Regions from separate parts of the Mus musculus genome. Here region 2 is linked to region 1. Evidence: chromatin contacts called from public Hi-C data. All regions are on one chromosome and are shown on one strand. The core of a region is the stretch at or near the end of the contact, and the rest is flanking DNA. Distances in the headings are between cores, read along the strand shown. Region 1 has its middle 17 kb from the start of Gm32448. Region 2 overlaps Gm32184 (a long non-coding RNA gene).

Evidence for each region. Hi-C and Micro-C count contacts between places; a contact is called where the count stands out from the background.
Region 2: a contact with region 1 is called in a Hi-C map of pro-B cells, with 2.4 times the contacts expected there. The contact joins two enhancer-like sites. A contact is called at or near these places in 5 of 484 Hi-C or Micro-C datasets (cerebellum, embryonic stem cells, large pre-B cells and 2 more) and 2 of 115 datasets of contacts at active chromatin or transcription factors (bone marrow-derived macrophages and large pre-B cells).

Annotation. Positions count from the first base shown.
Region 1 is chr13:41,424,650-41,429,849 of GRCm38.p6, forward strand. It overlaps a transcript of Nedd9 not described here. Among named protein-coding and RNA genes, the nearest start is that of Gm32448, 17 kb to the left of the region's middle. Within about 2 kb of position 2,357, at least 20 of the 459 cell types and tissues checked have an H3K27ac peak or open chromatin away from gene starts, as enhancers often do. A contact at or near this core is called in pre-B cells and pro-B cells, where this site is marked.
Region 2 is chr13:41,543,963-41,549,258 of GRCm38.p6, forward strand. The region is part of intron 2 of Gm32184 (a long non-coding RNA gene); the gene reads right to left. Among named protein-coding and RNA genes, the nearest start is that of Tmem170b, 59 kb to the right of the region's middle. Within about 2 kb of position 2,764, at least 27 of the 459 cell types and tissues checked have an H3K27ac peak or open chromatin away from gene starts, as enhancers often do. A contact at or near this core is called in pre-B cells and pro-B cells, where this site is marked.

The DNA.
Region 1 (5,200 bases), core at 1,107-3,606:
TGCCTCCTTCAGGAGTCAATTCACAGGTGCAGTCCACAGGAGCTTTGTATTTGTTTTTAAGAGTCTCTAGGATTCCATATTTAGATAGATGAACTGATTTTCATGTGTGCATGTAGTGGTGGTGGTGGTGGTGGCGTGGGTGTGTGTGAGATGTATGTGGTGGTGGTATGTATGTGTGTATGTTTCTGTGTGGTGTGTTGTGTGTGTAAGGTATGGTATATGATGTATGTGTTGTGTATGTGTGTGTGAATGGTGGATGTGGTGATGGTGTATGTGTTTGTATGTGTATGTATATCTCTCTGTGTGTGGTGTGTTGTGTGTGTGGTGTAGTATATGATGTGTGTGTGTGTGTGTGTGTGTGGTGTGTATGTGGTAAAGTGTGTGTCTGTGCGGTGTGGTGTGCATGAGTGTGTGCATGTTGTGTGGGTATGAGTGTATGTTGCTCTGTATGTGTGGTATACTGTGTGTGTGTGGGTGTATGTGGTGTTTTTGTAGTGTGTATGTGGTGTTAGTGGTGTGGGGGTATGTGTCTGTGTGGTGTGGGGTGTGTGTGTCTGTCTGTCTGTCTGTGTGGCATTGCTTGGGACTGAATCAAGGGCTTCCCTCATGTATGGCAAGCATTCTACCACTGAACTTCCACTCCAGTCCTCTTTTTACTTTGAAGCAGTCTTGCTAAGTTTCCTTAGCTGGCCTTGAACACATTCTGTGGCCCAGGTAGGTCTTGACCCCCTGCCTCAGCCTTCCAGTTAGTTTCATAGGAACAGCTGATCATTTTAATTTGAACTACCCTAGAGGAAGTTCATTTTCTTGTGGAGCACTTTAATATGCATGGAGTTATCCAAATGATCAGCACAGGAAAGCACACACACACACACACACACACACACACACACACACAACACAGACCACCTCTTTGAATAGGTCTGGAGACTTCCAGGTTTGCCCAAGCACCTGCTCTCCTATGTCCCACTTGTATCCAGATGACAGCAACAAAGACTTCTGGTTGGAAGAAAATTCCATGTGCACAGCAGCCTATCTATATGAAAAAACCGCCCACCAGAGCAACATCTGATGTCCTATAATTAATGTTTTCTCTCCAGATATCAATTCCAGGCTTGGCACATCATTCGTCACACGGTGTGAGAGGAATAGATCCCTGTGACACTAGAGAAAAAGACAATCACAAAATTGTGTTTTCTGTCAGGACTCACCCTCGCCCACATTTTCTCTTGAGGAGCGTTGGCACTCTGGATCTCCAGGACAGTCCCAGGGCTGCAGTCTGCTGGCCTGTTTCCTCCTTGTCATATCTCCCCATGAACAACTCTGCCGTGCTTCTCCGCCAGCGTCTGGTGCTGGAGACTCACACTTCACTAGCCTTGAAGACACAAGTTAGAAATGCAAAAACATGTAAAACTCTGGAATGGGTCGAGACATTTCTGTCATTTGAAGGGTCACATCACAGATGTCAGGGGAAGTTAAATCCACAGCACAGTGAATGGAATCCACCACTCATTTATTCATGTATGCACAAAGCCATAGCAAGTTCTTGCTATATCTACTTAAATGTCAAAGATACATATAACTCGGTCCTGCCCTTAGGCAGCTCACAGTCTAGTTGTGCAAAGTGAGTTGTGTAGTGATAGGTACCTTGGCCACATATGCAGTATGCCAAGAGAGAACAAAAGAAGAAAGAAGATGGAAATTAGGTGTGGCTTGAGTAGTAGGCACATTATAAGTTTTCTCATCAAGGGCTCTACGCCATCTATAATCCAGGGCTTTAGACTTGCTTTCCGCTCTTTCACACCTTCCTCCTCATCTTGCGATCCTCCTTTAAACCAACTTAGCATATTTCTGTGTTTATCTATTTGAAGCCACCCCCAGTTCCTGTTTTACCTGTTGCTAGTAGCTTGCAAGGATCACTCAAGCCATGTGTTTTTCATATTTCCCTCACAAAGAGGGAAAAGCAATATTTTGGAAATGTGGTTTTTAAAATAGCTGAGATGCAAAGCTTGAATTTTATTTTATTATTTTTTTTATTTGGAAGAATGAACTGGGCATTCAGAGGGCTGGTGCTGGCCAATACTTCACTTTTTTTCTCTCATTTCCTCACAGCTGTAGGTATCAGTTTTAATTTGTGTGTGTGTGTGTCTGTCTGTCTGTCTCTGTGTGTGTCTCACACACACTCTCTGTCTCTCTCTCTCTGTTTGTATTTATGGAAAATATTAAAAAGAGGTTCCCCTGTCAAGAACAAAATCAAAATGAAGTAGGCGTTAGAGCAGAAAGTTGAGGAGGAATGGGTCTGGCACACAGTAGTTGGTAAGCCAACTTTCTCCTAACCCCACCCAGCTTCTCGAAGGAGGAAGACAAGCTTTCCAATCCAAGCAGAGGGCAATGGGAGTTGGTCCCTACTGCTTCTCCATGGGTGGGAACAGCCTCCTGTAATTTTGGATTTCTTAGCACAGTATTTTCTCGTCTTGGCGAGGAGGTGGGGAGGGAATTTTCCTCTGAGACACTTGCAAGGCAAGGGGACAAGAGCCCATGACTCCTGTGTTCTGCAGACCCCATGCATGATCAACCAAGCTTCTCTACCCCAAGGGAGCTGATACCCAGCGGGGAGTTGCAGGTAGGTTCCCAGCATCCTGTTCATTCCCCTGTAGATCCTCACATCTGCAAGGACTTCAACTGCCAAACTGTGTTTACAAGGCAATCATTTAGGGTTGAGCTGTGCTTGGGGGAAGTCATAGTATACAGTGCTAGGAATTATATAATTATATTTGTATGTGTAGGGGTGTGTGTGTGTGTGTGTGTGTGTGTAAATGCAAAATACATATGTCGATACAGAACAAAAGTAGAGCTTCCTAAATTGTAAGAAACATACTTGACACCCAAATGAAGGCATGCAGTGATGCTGGCACTCTGGGTGTTTAAAATGAAATCCCCCCTGCACGTACTTTTAAAATTCTCCTTCTAGCACTGGAGATTAAACCTTGGGCCTCGTGCATTCTAGGGGAATGTTTTACAAATACGTCCTATTTCCAGTCATCTTTCCTTCTTTCTGAATCAGTCCTCACTAAGTTCCTAGGGCTTGCTGGCCTGGAGCTTATTGTCTGTCTCCCTCAGCCCCAGGCCCAGCTGAGACTGTAGCCACGTACGACTAGGTTCTCTGCTGTCTTTTCTTTACACTTAAAAGGCAGTGCTGCCCTTACGTCCAGGCCAGGATGACTCTGGATAGGGTCTTAGGGTTTGGATTCTGAATTTCTTCTAGCACTTTCTGAATGAGTCTGTGGCCAAGAGGTAGTGTCAATGTATTGATCATGCTTTCTCTTAAAGACCATGTGCGGAGTAATAGGACATTAGTCATTCCAGCGCAGTGATCCTCGCCTACTTCCAGCTCTTTACCACTGGCTCACCTTCCTGGGGCAGAGGGTTATAAGGTAAAAGTAGACTAGAGGGCTGGGAGGTGCATGGCCAGGGTACCAAAGCTCTTGAAACATGGGATGGAAGGCTCGGATGGGAGGCTGGACCGGGGACCATTGGTGTTACATAGTCCAATGTGAGGCTGCAACTGCCCCAATAGTCCTGAAGCCAGAGAGAAGTTTTATTTACTAGCTTCTTGGTGTAAGCTATAGTTCTTAAATATATAGGACTATAATGTGTACTCTTATCTTAAACACCTCATTTTTGGGGAGTGGAGGGATGTTCCAGATTTATTATTGGAAAAAAATGCACTATCTTGTGTGATTTTATTTTCTAGTTTCCAACAATGTCTGTCAGAAACATACACACACACACACACACATACACACACATGCATGCATGCAACACATACATCAAATGCACATAAGCACAGTGAAAGTGGAAAGGGAAACTAATTACATATAATAACTGTCACAAATCTTGTATCTACACATAAACAAAATAGTATCAAAAATAAACTGTTGGGTCCCCAGTTTCTCTCAGTAGTAGGACCCACTGAAAGCTATCTCTCCCAGCTTGAGGTCTCTTCCCTGCCTTTCTCTTTGTGTAGTTGGCAGAAACAGACCACACATCACATGGATCGGGTTGATGAGATTCATTGATGCTATTTCTGATGGCTATAGCTCGTACCTGCCTTTGTTGTATGTGTTATTCTAGTGTGCGCACACAGCAGCTGTGTCTGTCCACGTTGCTTCTGATACACAGTGAAATCTTCTCTAGTGCTTCGCCATTTTGCATTGCACTTGGAGGCCTATTTGTATTGTGCAAAAACCGAGAGATAGATGCACTAGCTACATGATCTATGCGTACATTTTTAACTTTAATGTGAATGTTTTCCAGGACAGTGCATGTTCCTGCCAGCATGGGATGGTATTTATATCGGCATATATTTCTTTTTAGCTTTAGTCACTTTGTACTGGGAATAACTATAGTATGTCATCATTCCTTTTTCTGAAAAGTTTCTAGGCTCCTCATTCATTTCCAGATACACTCTGTACACACTGTGATTGGAATAACTAGGAGTCACAGAGTTACTGCTCATAGTGTCCGTGTGATATGAAATAGCAATGACCGTATTTATGCTAATAGCCATGGCTATTTGAAGAATGGCAGTCAAGGGAAGATGTAGAGTTTTGGAAGATCCAGGGGATAAAGTCCGAGCTCTAATTCAGCTGGTACTGTGATTTTTAAGGTACCACAGAGCATAGCACATGGATCTAGGGGATAAGCCACTGTGCAGATAAGCAGAGGACTGGTGCAGACTTGAATGTTAAATGCTCCCCAAAGGTTCCCATAGAAGGGCTTGGTTCCCAATGCTGTGCTACTGGGAGAGAGGGGGGAACCTCTGGAAGGTGAGGGCAGCTTATGGGAGGTCCTTAAGTTATTGGGAGTGCTCTAGAGGGGGATTGTGGTAACCTTCCTTGCTGCTCGCTGGCTAGAGATGTGAGCGCTTACTCCAACCCAATTCTGGTTGTGATGTGCACCCTCACCAAGTCAGTGGGGCTCTTTGGGGAATTGCAGGCTGGTCTCCAGTTGAGCTGACTGATCTTAGACTCTGTACTCTACAACTGTGAGGTAAATAGACCCTCTTGTCTTTATAAACACCCTGCCTCATGCATCTCACTGTAGAAGCATGAACCCGACATACTCTGTAGCTATGTGCCAATCCTAGAGCATCATGATAATTGTGATCACACTGGGCTGGGGAGGAGAAAGACAAAAG
Region 2 (5,296 bases), core at 1,514-4,013, 120 kb after region 1:
GGTCTTCCTTCCTCAATAACGAGTTCTCCAGAAACACCTTCACAGACACACCCAGAGGTGTCGCCAGATCCCTCCCATCAAGTAGACCATCAAGATTAGCCATGACTCTCTCCTCCATTTTTTGGTGCCATTCAAGCAGGCACAACCACTGTGGAAATCAATCTGGTGGTTCCTCAGAAAATTGGACATAGTACTACCTGAGGACGCAGCTATACCACTCCTGGGCATATATCCAGAAGATGTTCCAACATATAACAAGGACATATGTTCTACTATGTTCATAGCAGCCTTACTTATTATACTAGCCAGAAGCTGGAAAGAACCCAGATGTCCTCAACAGAGGAATGGATAAAGAAAATGTGTTACAATTATACAATGGAGTACTACTCAGTTATTAAAAACAATGAATTCATGAAATTCTTAAGCAAATGGATCAAATTAGAAAATACCATCCTGAGTGAGGTAACCCAGTCACAAAAGAGCACACATGGTATGCACTCACCGATAAGTAGATATTAGCCCAAAGGCTCAGAATACCCAAGATACAATTCACAGACCACATGAAGCTCAAGAAGGAAGACCAAATCTAAGTGAAATAAATACCTAATTAAAAAATAATAAATAAATAAATAAATAAATAAATAAATAAATAAATAAATAAGGAAGACCAAAGTGTGGATACTTCAGTCCTTCTTAGAAGGGAGAACAAAATACTCCAGGGACAAGATACAAAGACAAAGTGTGGAGCAGACTGAAGGAATGACCATCCAGAGACTTCCACCTGGGGATCCATTCCATATACAGACACCAAGTCCAGACAATATTGTGAATACCAAGAAGTGCTTGCTGACAGGAGCCTGATATAGCTGTCTCTTGAGAGGCTCTGTCAGAGCCTGACAAATACAGAGGCAGACGCTTGCAGACAACCATTGGACTGAGAACACAGTCCCCAATGGAGGAGTTAGAGAAAGGACTGAAGGAGCTGAAGGGGTTTGCAACCCATAGGAAGAACAGCAATATCAACCAACCAGACCCTCCAGACTTCCCAGGAGCAAAACCACCAGCCGAAGAGTACACATGGAGGGACCCATGGCTCCAGCTGCATAAGTAGCAGAGGGTGGCCTTGTGAGGCAAAAATGGAAGGAGAGGCCCTTGGTCCTGTGAAGGGTCAATGCTCCAGGGTAGGGGAATGCCAGGGCGGGAAGGCAGGAATGGGGGGTGTGGAGGAGCATCATCATAGAAGCAGGGCAAGGAAGGATGGGATAGGGGGTTTCCAGAGGGGAAACCGGGAAAAGGGATAACATTTGAAATATAAATAAAATATCAAATAAATAAATAAATAACTTTAAAAGAAGATTAGCCATGACAATGATTAGTGGGATTGTGACCCCTGAGATTACCAATGGGATTGGGGAGAGATGTACACCCCTAAAGGGAAGACGAGGGGTTACTTCACAGAGACCAGGAGAACACACATAGGCTCTACCTACATTTGTGTACATGTATAGAAAGAACACATTTTTCATAAGGTTTTTTTTCCCCTTTTCTTTTCATTTCTTTTCTTTTTACTACTCAAATTGCTTTCTTTGTAATGTTTCTCTTTACGGGAAAAGTGTAAGCTCTCAATTTGTTTTCTGGGTGAGGTGTGCGGCGAATGGTTGCTTTTCAGTCGCCCTGTCCAATGACAGGGCAAGCTCAACCAAACCTAGGAAAGTCTGGAACTGACTGTAAGATGAATTCTGTTCCCACACCTGGGCACCAAATATCTTGTCACCCACATCATCAAAGACCACATCCTGCAGGTAGTTAACAGCAATGGAGTTCAGAAAGCAGGGATGGACGAGTACATTATACATTACTTTTCTCAGTTCTTTTCTTGTTTATGACCTGAGATGATAAAATGGGTGTCCAACCCTAGCTAAGTAGCATACAGGATCAGGCACTTGTGAATATAAATATTAATTGGGGGTAGGGAAGGCTGTCATGCCTGGAAATGTATCAATCTTATGCCTCTGAAGATCCACAGCCAAGTCTCTTTCTGTGTGTTGGGTTTAAGTTTTCTGACATCTTTTCTTGAACAAACAGGCACCTCCTTGGGAGTACGGAGAAATCTCTTATAGCGATTGCTTCAGATCATGTTTGTTCCAGAACATGTTTGCTCCTTACGCCAACCGACCTATAACTGCCCTTCAACTGCGATACAAAAGCAGGCAGAAAGAATTTGCATCTTAAGTTCTGGAGAGCACTCTTCTTAGCTACTGAGCACCATAGAATGCTAGGGAGTGTGTTCCTATTTTAGACATGAAACCAAGCACCATGAGCCAGGGTATTAACTGTGAAGCCAACAGTGGATTGTGGTTGGTAGTGAGAATTCACCTGCCTTGCTCCACTGAGCCACATTTCCCAACCCCGCGAGCAGCTGCTGTAAGCTGCAACTCCGAGGAATTACTCTCTGCAAACCCAGACTGCCCTTTTCCTCTCTTCTCTTCAAGAACCTGCCCCATTCCTCACATGCACTGCCTCACAAGTGATTCACCAGATCCACGCAGTTCTACTCCCAAAAAGGAATTCTTTCAACTGAGGAGAGCATCGGTTTCTTTTCACATATCTGACAAAAAGCAACATCATGAAGGACGAGTTTAGAGTTTAAGAGAAAATACGACCTATCCTGATCAGGGAAAAAATGGTGTAGGGAGAAGGCCACAGCAGGTCACCGTCTGTCTGCAACCGGAAGTAGAGAGAGTACAGGAAGTTAGGGCTAGGCTATCAAACATTCTAGGCCCTCTTTACCAAAGCTCCGCCTCCTAAAGGTTCTACAACCTTCCAAAACAGCAACGCTTGCTGGCAACCAAGTGTTCAAACACCTGAGCCCACCGGAGAGTCCATTTTCGAGCCCATGACACTTGGCCAGCATTTGGAGACAAGGATTTTTGATAGATAATTTTGAAATCCTCTTTCTTTTTCCTATTGGCTACATCACTGAAATTTAAAGGCGTGGGCCTTACACGCCTATAAATTTCTAAACTGATTTAGTTCTTCACTTCTCAAAGTATCACCTTTTTAGCTCCTTTTCCTCTGTGATTTCCTTCTACTTAGCACCTGGTGTCTCCTCTGTGTATACTAACCCTCGGTATTCATGAGTTTGATCGCAGGGCCCCTTGCGATTTTCCCATACCCCAGGGGCTCAGAGACATTATTAAATTGGCACGACATTTGAATCTTCCCTCTGTAATCTTCTTATATACTTAAAATCATCTTTAGATGACTTTTAGTATGTTAGATGACTATTTGTCACGCAAATAGGTGACGTACTGTATTGGGTAGGGAATAGTGACAAGAAAAAGTCTGTTTACGTTCAGTACTGGTAGGCTGGAACCCCTGCTCATCCCCTGCACAAGCTGGGAAACCCCGTCTGCCCTCCTTCCCCCTCCTACCCTGCTCACACAGAGAAAACTCCGCTTCCTTGGTAAAAAAAATAAACTCCTAGCTAACCTGGATTATTCTTAGACTCCACATGTCCTGCAATCCACCCAAGAGTGCCCACAAAGGGGCTCAGTTTTTGATTGTGTATGGACATAATCCCAACTCCTAGCTGACACTTCATCACACCCTAGTGCCCAAGACCCATAAAACCCCTTTGCTGCTTTAGCCTGGATTCTTGATGTCACTGACCTCCACCTGTGAACCCACCCAAAAGCTGCCTCCTAAAAAGCCTATGTTTATCTACTTTAAAAAAAAAAGATTTTATTTACTTATTTTGTATATGTGTGTACACTGTAGCTGTCTTCAGAAACATCAGAAGAGGGCATCAGGTTCCATTACAGATGGTTGTGAGCCACCATGTGGTTGCTGGGAATTGAACTCAGGACTTCTGCAAGAGCAGTCAGTCAGTGCTCTTAAGCTCTAAGCCATCTCTCCAGGCCCTTTTGTCTATTGTTAATCAGGTCTAATCTAGCCTATATCTGCATCACCTAGGAAGAGAAAACTCCAGCAAGTACAAATGCAAGAAAAAGTATTTTTCATTGGTGCATGGCTGAGTTCATGGATGCTGAACTGGAAGATATGGGAGGCTGGGTCTATTTCAATCTTTTTCTCTGTACCACATGTTTATAATTCTCTGTGTGTGTGTGTGTCTCTCCCTCACTGTTTCTCTCTCTTCCTCCCTCGCTCCCTCCTTCCCACTACCACTATATATATATTTGCCTTGCTTTGAACAAATATTTCTTTATTATTAAACATCTACTTTAGACTAAGAAGTAGGCTAGGTATAAAAAAAATATAATGAAGAATGAAGATCTTTGTCGTTTAAGAAAACAAGGTCCTTCTATAGAGTTTTATATCTGACCTTTGACTATAAGACCAACTTTCCTAGCTTGTAATCATGTTTCTCATTCGTAACTGAAAGAAGAAAAAATTGTGTGTCAAGTTCCTTATCATAAAGACAACAAAAATTCATCTGCACAGGTTATACTCCATGCCTTTACACAACTCACAACTGATTTTATGAGTTTTGATTCATAAGGCCAGTTTGTGTTTGCATTCCTCTGCTTTCTTAGGCATAATAAAAATGCTAGGAATAGAGTTCAGGTGCCTTAGAGACGCCCTCGCTTCTCTAGCTCACCGACAAGCACGGCCACATCATTGACAAATATTCAGACACCGGGTGGCCTTTTGCACAATGAATTGGAAAAAATCAAATGTACTTTACACTTGACCCTGCCCTTAGAATGACCTGGGGGAATTCATTCCATACTAAGCATCTACTGCTCCACGATTCCCAGGTTCTAACTCAGTGAGTCTGGGATAGGGCCTGAGGTTAATCATATCTGACAGTCCACGGTGCTAATACTACCAGCCCTAGGAGTGAAGAAGCAGGAGAGTCCGGAGTTCCAGATCATTCTGAGCTACATAGCTGGGTTGAGGCTATCCGGAGTTACATGAGAACCTATTTCAAAAGGAAAGAAAGGAAGAAAAGAAAAGAAGGAAGGAAGAGAGGGAAGGATGAAAGGAGAGAGGAAGGAAGAGCAAAGAAGCAAGAAAAGCTTACTACATCTACTATCCCTTTCTCAAATATTTTTCTATGAATAAAGAAACCATTGAAGATGTATTTTTTCCTTAGAACAGTCTTAACATGGGCCCAAAAGTCAGGAGGGTCTTCCATGTTACCTGGAGCTTGTACCTTCTTTCCAACTAGGCTGGGAAGGATTGAGGGTAACTCTGATGACACTTGTTTTTCTAAGCAAAGGAGCAAATCACAAACAGGTCTCACATTGTTAAATACTGACTTGAATGGTGT